Linked DNA regions of Gossypium hirsutum: region 2 is linked to region 1. A link is a contact called in public Hi-C data. All regions are on one chromosome and are shown on one strand. Each heading gives the region's core, a stretch centred on a gene start, on an enhancer-like site or on the middle of the called end of the contact. The rest is flanking DNA. Distances are from core to core; before and after follow the strand shown. Region 1 overlaps LOC107948182. Region 2 holds the start of LOC107948174 (cytochrome b561 and DOMON domain-containing protein At3g61750).

Region 1 (3,866 bases), core at 287-2,786:
TACCCATATGATTCCCCTGTTGAACAGCTTGAGTTTGGCTCTCTTGGACCAGTGGGTTACTCAGGCATGAATGAAGTATCACAGCCAAGTGATGGAAGCAGCTCAGGTGGGGTATTCGATGAGCAAAGGTTCCATGGTACTTCTCAACGGTCTTCACAAGACCAACCTCCTTCACCCCACCTGCAAAGGTAATTTATCTTCTTGCTTGTCTAAGGTAGTTTCTTTTGAAAACTTTAGTAAAACCTGCCACCCTGAAAACTACTATGCATCTATCACGTTGCCCGACTGCTTTTGCTGGTCTAGCAACAGTGTAGATGGTGTAGTAATTTCTATGGCAGCTGCCGAGATAGCCTACTTGCTGCCACCCTCTTCCACGCTGGTGTTCTGGTTTTTGCAGTGGGTCGTCTCTTAGTAATAAACCTCAACACTAGTGGATATATATGTGGCAACAGAATTGTGTTCAAAATTGGATCATAATCTCTTTGAAGTTTTTTCCTTAAACATTCTAATTTCTCTCTTTTGTTTCAATTGGATTCTGTTACAATGCACTCATCTATTAATCTTATCAGGGGACTATGATTTTACTACCAGATGAGTGGCCCATACGAGTTAACAGTCGAAAGATGAGGATTCCCCCCACCCCCTTCCCTTTAGAAGGAAGAAACGACGGTGGGAGAATCTTACAACGCTAAAAGCCTCGCTTTACCTGGCGGTTTTTTTGTTCTCATCTCATAAAAGCAAGAAGTGCATTTTCTGATTTGGTTTTTTCTTGCAAGACGGTTGGTCACGCATGCTTCTTGGCTTGTGCTTTGTATGTACACTAACAAATGATAGAAATCATTTTCGGAGGTGCTCTGTTTTTGAAGATACGACAGGGTATTGGTGGAAACTGAAAAAGAATGCAGGACTCGGAAGGTAAAAAAAAAAAAAAAAGAGAAAAAGAGTTAAAATTTAGGGTTCTACACGATGTAACTGAAATAGGAGCTCCTTAGGATTACAACTGAGTTTTATATCATTTTATAAGAAAGTCTTAAATAGGGTTTTTTTCATTTTTGATCCTTATAATATTAGCTCTCTTTTTGTTAAACTTCCAAATGTTGAAAGTTACCAGTGTATTGATAACATTTTCCATCGTTAAAAGAAGATTAGAATTTACAAATTTTCAAAAACAGGAACCTAGTTGTGTTTATATGGTATGTTGTGTGTGTATAATTTAAATCCTTTTCTGTTAGATTTTGAGGTTCTTCAGTCGATTCTGAATTATCCTACATATTTGATTTTCGGGTTATGACCATTTCTGGTTTAGATCATTTTAAGCTTGGGTTATTCATTTCGGTCCCTTTAACCTGTGCAATCATATATCTACATATCTTACTTTAAAATAGATAGTTTTGGGTTTGGGTCACTTGGGTTATTTTGGCTGGCTATTGTTGGTCTAGTTGTTCGTTTGGTCCTTTCAACTTATGCAATTCCTTAAAATAGATAGTTTCGGGTTTTAGTTGTTTTTAGGTTTGGGTCATTGCTGGTCCAGATCATTTCATCATTCGGTCACCTCAGACTAGGGTCATTTATTTTGGCCCCTTTTAACCTGTATAGTCATATAGCCTTATATCTTACCTTAAAATAGATAGTTTCAGATTCAGATTTGGTTCAAATCATTTCAATATTTGATCACTTTACACTCAAGTATATATTTTATATATATATCTTACCTTGAAATAGATGCTTTCCCTCACATTTTCATGTGTTTGTATATAAAGTGTCACAATCATTTATTGTAATAAGGAATTTGCAAGATATAAGATTGTAAGCTGGGTTTTATTGTCCCTTGCTTTGGACCTACAATAAATTTAGCGGCTTAAAATTATCAAATTGTCTTTTAAAATTTCTTTTCCCACTTCAGTGTGAGACAAATTAATGAAAAAAAAAAGTTAAGTGAAAAGGTTTAATAGAGAAGTGGTCCATTTGTTTGCAATAATTTCAGTATTCAGTTTTCAAGTTAAACCTATTTGTAGGTCCTCCCCCGCTCTCTCATGCCACTTTTTAACCGCACTTTCATATTATATTTTAGTTATTTATATTTGAAAGATTATATTTTAGTCACTTACATTATTGTATTGTAATATTTTAGTTACTAAGCATTAATTGCCATTAACGGTGTAACAGTAAGTTGATGTGGCACATTAAATTATAATTTCAAACAAAAATTTTAGGTCAAAATAATACAATTAATACATATATCTTTTTCGTTTTGTATAATTTAAATTTTTTTTATGTTTTTTGAACTTTTTTTCCCCATTTTCCCTTTGTTTTCCTCCCTTTTCCATTTCTTTTAGCGTAGTTTTTCCATATTTTTTATTTGTTAAATTTAGTCCCTATGTTTTTATTTTTTGAACAAATTAATTTTTTTCTTTTTATTTCTTTATTTTCCTTTTCTTCTTTCCCGTTATTTTTCTCTCTTGTATTCTTCACTACAGAAACATAATATTTCCCTACTAAATAAACCAATTTCTTGTTTCTTTCATATGGCTCCTAAATTGAATTTCACTGAAAATTGAATATCAATCATTCTTAATCAAATCTCGATTTCAATATAACCTAATTTTGAAACTAAAATTGGATCTAACTATCACTATAAAAAATCACATCCTTAATCAAATCTAAACATAAATTGAATTCTTTATATTTAAAATAAATTGTTTCTGTTCCCAAACTTTTACAGAATCGTGTAGATTATTCATTTCCTTTTCTTTTATTTTTTGAAGAATAAAATTAAGCAAATGATAAAATTGATCTAAAACTTCTTGAATATTCCCAAGCAAGCTTGATTGGAAGCCAAGCATGGATGAATCGAAGAAAGAAAGGGAGCATGAAACCAAACTGGTTTGATTAAAGTTGGAGGTAAGTTTCGTATAGTGACCGTTTTAGTCATTGAGAGTTTAGAGCTCGTTTGAAAAATCCGTAAAACAACGTAGTTTTGAAAGGGTGAGAATGTTGTAGGTTAGATAGATAAGGTGGTCATGGGGGTTGGTTAGGAGGTTATAGGAACGGGCTCAGGAAACTTTGTTGAGGATGGACTGTCATAAGTCACGACTGGAAATGTCTTCAAGTGAGGTGAGCTTGTGGACTAGGTCATTGAGAGATCCATATTGGTTCGTTAAAGCGATGATGGATGATAAGGGTTTGTAATTGTGGGGTGAGAAAATGCGAAACAAGTTTTATTTTGGTTTCAACTTTTCTTTTTTCATAAACATAAAATAGAAAAACTACGTTAAAAGAGATGGAGAAGGGAGGAAAACAGAGAGAGAAGTAGAAGAGAATGAAAAAAAAAAGAAAAAAAAGGAAAGTTAAAAGAATATAAAAGAAAAAAAATAAATTGTTCAAAAAAAAAAAATGGGAACCAATTATACAATTTAACCTAAAATTTTTGTTTGAAATGATAATTTAACGTACCACATCAGCTTACTGTTGCACCATTAACAGAAATTAACGGCTCAGTGACTAAAATGCTACAACACGTTAACGTAAGTGACTTAAACGTAACATTTCAAACTTAAGTAACTAAAATGTAACCTAAGTTAAACAAAAGTGATTAGTTTGGTAGTTTACCCTTTGATTTATTTTAGTAGAACTCATATTTTCACTATACTATTTTTTATATAATGCTTAGAATTACCTATGATTTCTCTCCAATCCTTAAATAGGAGGATAAATGCATTTCAACGCGTTCAAACCCACATCTTCCTGCACTAGCAACAATACTGATGCCAATCGAGTTAAAACTCAATCAGCTCATTAGCATATAATTTATTACGAAATTATCAATTAAAAAATTACATTCTAATAAATCATATCTTTTCTCTTAT
Region 2 (3,613 bases), core at 202-2,701, 150 kb after region 1:
AAGAAGTATATCAGAGATGATTAATTGATAATCATGCATCGCAAACCTGAAGAATGCTAAGCACAAGAACAAAGATTCCTATGCCTCTATGTGCCGGGATATCGGCATTCATGCTTTGGTAAAGTTGTATACCGAGGAGTACGGATGCAAGTCCTAGGATGAACCCCAGGAATTGGATCACAGCATGAAGGTAATACCAGAGTGGATCTTTGTGCTTTAAGTATCTCGGGACCATTGCACCCGCTGGAAGAATTAAACCCCATGCCATTAAACCCAATATGCCATGGTTTTTCCTCTGGCTTGTGTCAATGTTTAAAACAGATGCTGCAAATGGGGTTGATCCGTGGTTATATCATGCTGCTTTTGAAAGAATGATGAGAACTAATAAGAGTTAGTATATGTACCTTGAGAGAAGTCGAACCAAACGGCGGTCTTATCGTCGTGTTTAGTTAAGTGGTGAAAACCAGTAGGGTACCTTGTTCCAAAAGCTAATAGAATTGGTTGTCGGCCAAGACGATGTTCGAACTTGGCTTGAAATGCCAAGTAAATCATGGCCCCATGAAGGGCAACAACCGGTGGAATACCGTTAAGGGGCAATTCACCTTTATCTGGTATGACTTGTGATACATGGGCACCCTGCAAGTAATACTGCTTGATCCTTGCATGACCTTTTCTATTAAACCATCCCACCATGGCACTAGATCCAAGCATCATCCCGTTCCTCGAAAAACCGATCCCAACCCATCCTGTCGTGTAGACCGCCGATAATATGATTGTCATTACATTATCTTCCCTCTGATGGTACTGCATACATAGTAAGCAATGATATAAGCTTAGTAAATGATTGGCTAATGGCTAATAAGTTGAAAGAAAAACAACTTACCCTCAAAACAAAGGTATTCCATATAGGTGAACACACCATTTTGGCAGTGGACATATTACCATAAGGTGGTCCAAGGAAACTTAGATCAGTACCACAAAGCTCAGATCTCCCATCTTCACCAGTACCGGCCGTAGTAATTGAACTATTGGTAAGAGGTTCATTCGTATCATGTTCAACCCGAACCTCCTCAAAACCGGCAACCACAAAATCTTTATGTACCGTACAAAGAAGGCAAAACCCAAGAAGGATCTTGGTAAAGGAAACAAAAAAACTTGGAATTGCCATTGAGATACAAGTGATCAAAGCGGTCTCAATGACAATGTGAAGAACAAGAAAAAAAAGTGTGAAGGTGAAGTTGTGCATAGTGGTTAAGATGTTTTTTTAAGTTTCTTTGAACTTAAGGTTGCAATTATATGGTTGTTGCTGGTGATGGTTGTTGTTGGTAATCATCATTCCCACCAGCAAACTCAAACAAATAAGCTTTTTTTTTTTGTCTTTGTGTTGAAATATTTTTTTGTATCCAAATGTGTTGAAGTATTTAGGTGGATTTAGATGGGTGTAATTTTAGCTACAAAGGGTTGGATGAAATGAAGTTGTTTTAAGGTAAACTGGTAAAATCTTAATAGTACTGTTGTTCTAAAGCCAATTTGCCTTCTAAAGTAAGCACTACCTTCCTAAACATTGATATGCTAATAAATATATTAATATATTAAAAAAACCCATAAAGTGGAAATCTAATTTAATTTTCTTAATTTTGTAAAATTAAACTATCATCACCCTCACGATTTAAGTAAAAGAACTTATGTAATAAATTTGTAATATATATATATATGCTGATACAAGATTTAGTTGATAGTTGAGTTGATCAATTCATATTTTTCCTGATATAAGTGATTAGAGTATGGAGAAAAAATTTTTCTCGTGAATAAAGAGATGTGAAAAAAAAGTGAAGAGTCTTGAGAGAGTAAACCCACCTTAAAGAGGGTCCTTACAAGAGTATATAAAGAGACTTTTTTTGAGCCGAATTCTGAATCATCAGAGTAAATCAAATTTTAGATCGAGTTATGATATATTCTATAATAATTCTATAATAATATATATATTAAATAATATAGCTTTAGTTCAAATTTTGACAAGATTATAGTGTTGTAGCTCTAATAGAGTTTTGAAGGCAAGATTTTATTTAATTTGCTTTACTTCACGAGATAGAATATATATATGTTTATCAATCATTCGATAACTCAACCTTAAAAAATAATAATAATGAAGAAGGAATTGAATCTTTTCAAAACCTAATTTTAGTTGCTATGTTGTGGTTTTTCAATTTGCTTTCTTACAACTAAACAATTAAATAAAGAAGAAAACGTTTTATTAAAAACAAAAAAAAAAGTTTTATGATTATTTATATTTTATAAGAACAACAATCATTTCACAATCAGCTATATTGCCATTGAAACTAAAATACTTGAAAACCATGAAATTAATTTTTCACTTAATTAATGCCCCATTGGTGAGATTTTTATGGCATTACTGGAGGAAAAAGAAGAAGCTAAAGAGACAGCCTGACTAATTGCAGATTAACCCTTGAACCATAATTTAATTTCCGAATAGGTCCTTCAATTTTTTTGTACAAAATAATCCTAAACTATTTATTTTGTCCTATTTTGCTAAAAAAAGTGTACGATTCTAATAAGAGAGTGTCATTGTCACATTCTTATTGGTTGATACCGTTTTTTAGGTTAAACCATGGTTTTTGAAATTGGGTCAACGATCGAACCAATTAAGTCACCAACTCTCAATTCAACTGTTTGCTCAATTTTAATTAAATAAATTATTAAATATAAAAAATTAAAAAGTTATTAAAAATTATAAAATCTGGTTCAATTAATTTTTTTATCTCGATTCATGGGTCAATTGATTCTCTCCCTTACCCCAAACTAATGTATTGGTTGGTTTCTAGTTCGGTCTTAACAAGTATGGGTCAAACTGAGCTAAAAATTGATAGTTAGAATCACTTCTAACCCCCAAAAAACTTTTAAGGACAAAAATGCAAATTTTAGTACAATTTAGGGACCAATTTGCTAATAAAACCAAAAAATTCCACTACCAATGCCATCTATCGTAAGTGATAAAATATACATCAATGAAGCTATATGAAACAAATTCAAGCCTCATAGTTTCCACAAACTGCTAATTAAATTAAAACTCTTTTCATCTTTGCAACTTGAATATATGTTCTTCACCACTTGCTTCATCAACTTCAACAATCCATTTGCTCTTACCGATACTACTCTTCTTCATGGCACATGTTCTTCTTCCATCACTACCACCACTGGCGTGATCTCGCCTTTCACTTATAGTACTAGCAATTTCCATTCCTTTCCCAAGGTGATATTGCTTTATTGACCTCACTAGAGTTTTATCCTTCATTCCTATAACAAAACCTCCCACACCTTTACCGCTCCGCAAGTTGTTTGCCACCACCACCGCCGAAGATCGACTTCAACAACTCGGGGTGATTGGGATTCTTGCAATCTAGCAAGGCGAAATCGTTGTTGTCTTAGCTTTGTAGGACATTGATGGGGTCTCCGGTTTCGAATTCTATGATGTCTATGAGGCCTGGAGCTTTGGCTTCTCTTTCGGCTTCAGCAAGTGCAGCCTTTGGGAGGATGGATACGAACCTCGACCCGGTGGCAGTGTGTTTGGTGGCCGTGGCTAATGCGATTGTGG

What was found. A called contact is a pair of places that touch in the nucleus more often than the background predicts.
Region 2: a Hi-C map of leaf shows a contact between it and region 1, with 3 times the contacts expected there. The contact joins the promoter of LOC107948174 here to the enhancer-like site in region 1. A contact is called at or near these places in 3 of 34 Hi-C or Micro-C datasets (all in leaf).

What each region holds. Positions count from the first base shown.
Region 1 is chrA12:81,273,570-81,277,435 of Gossypium_hirsutum_v2.1, forward strand. LOC107948182 reads left to right here. Exons shown (of 9, transcript XM_041082820.1): 8 at 1-188; 9 at 570-1,169. The coding sequence ends at 579. Among protein-coding and RNA genes, the nearest start is that of LOC107948182, 8.8 kb to the left of the region's middle. Within about 2 kb of position 1,537, at least 3 of the 9 cell types and tissues checked have an H3K27ac peak or open chromatin away from gene starts, as enhancers often do. A contact at or near this core is called in leaf, where this site is marked.
Region 2 is chrA12:81,423,193-81,426,805 of Gossypium_hirsutum_v2.1, forward strand. It overlaps LOC107948174 (cytochrome b561 and DOMON domain-containing protein At3g61750), which reads right to left and starts at 1,452. Exons shown (of 4, transcript XM_016882641.2): 1 at 884-1,452; 2 at 405-804; 3 at 47-324. The coding sequence starts at 1,246.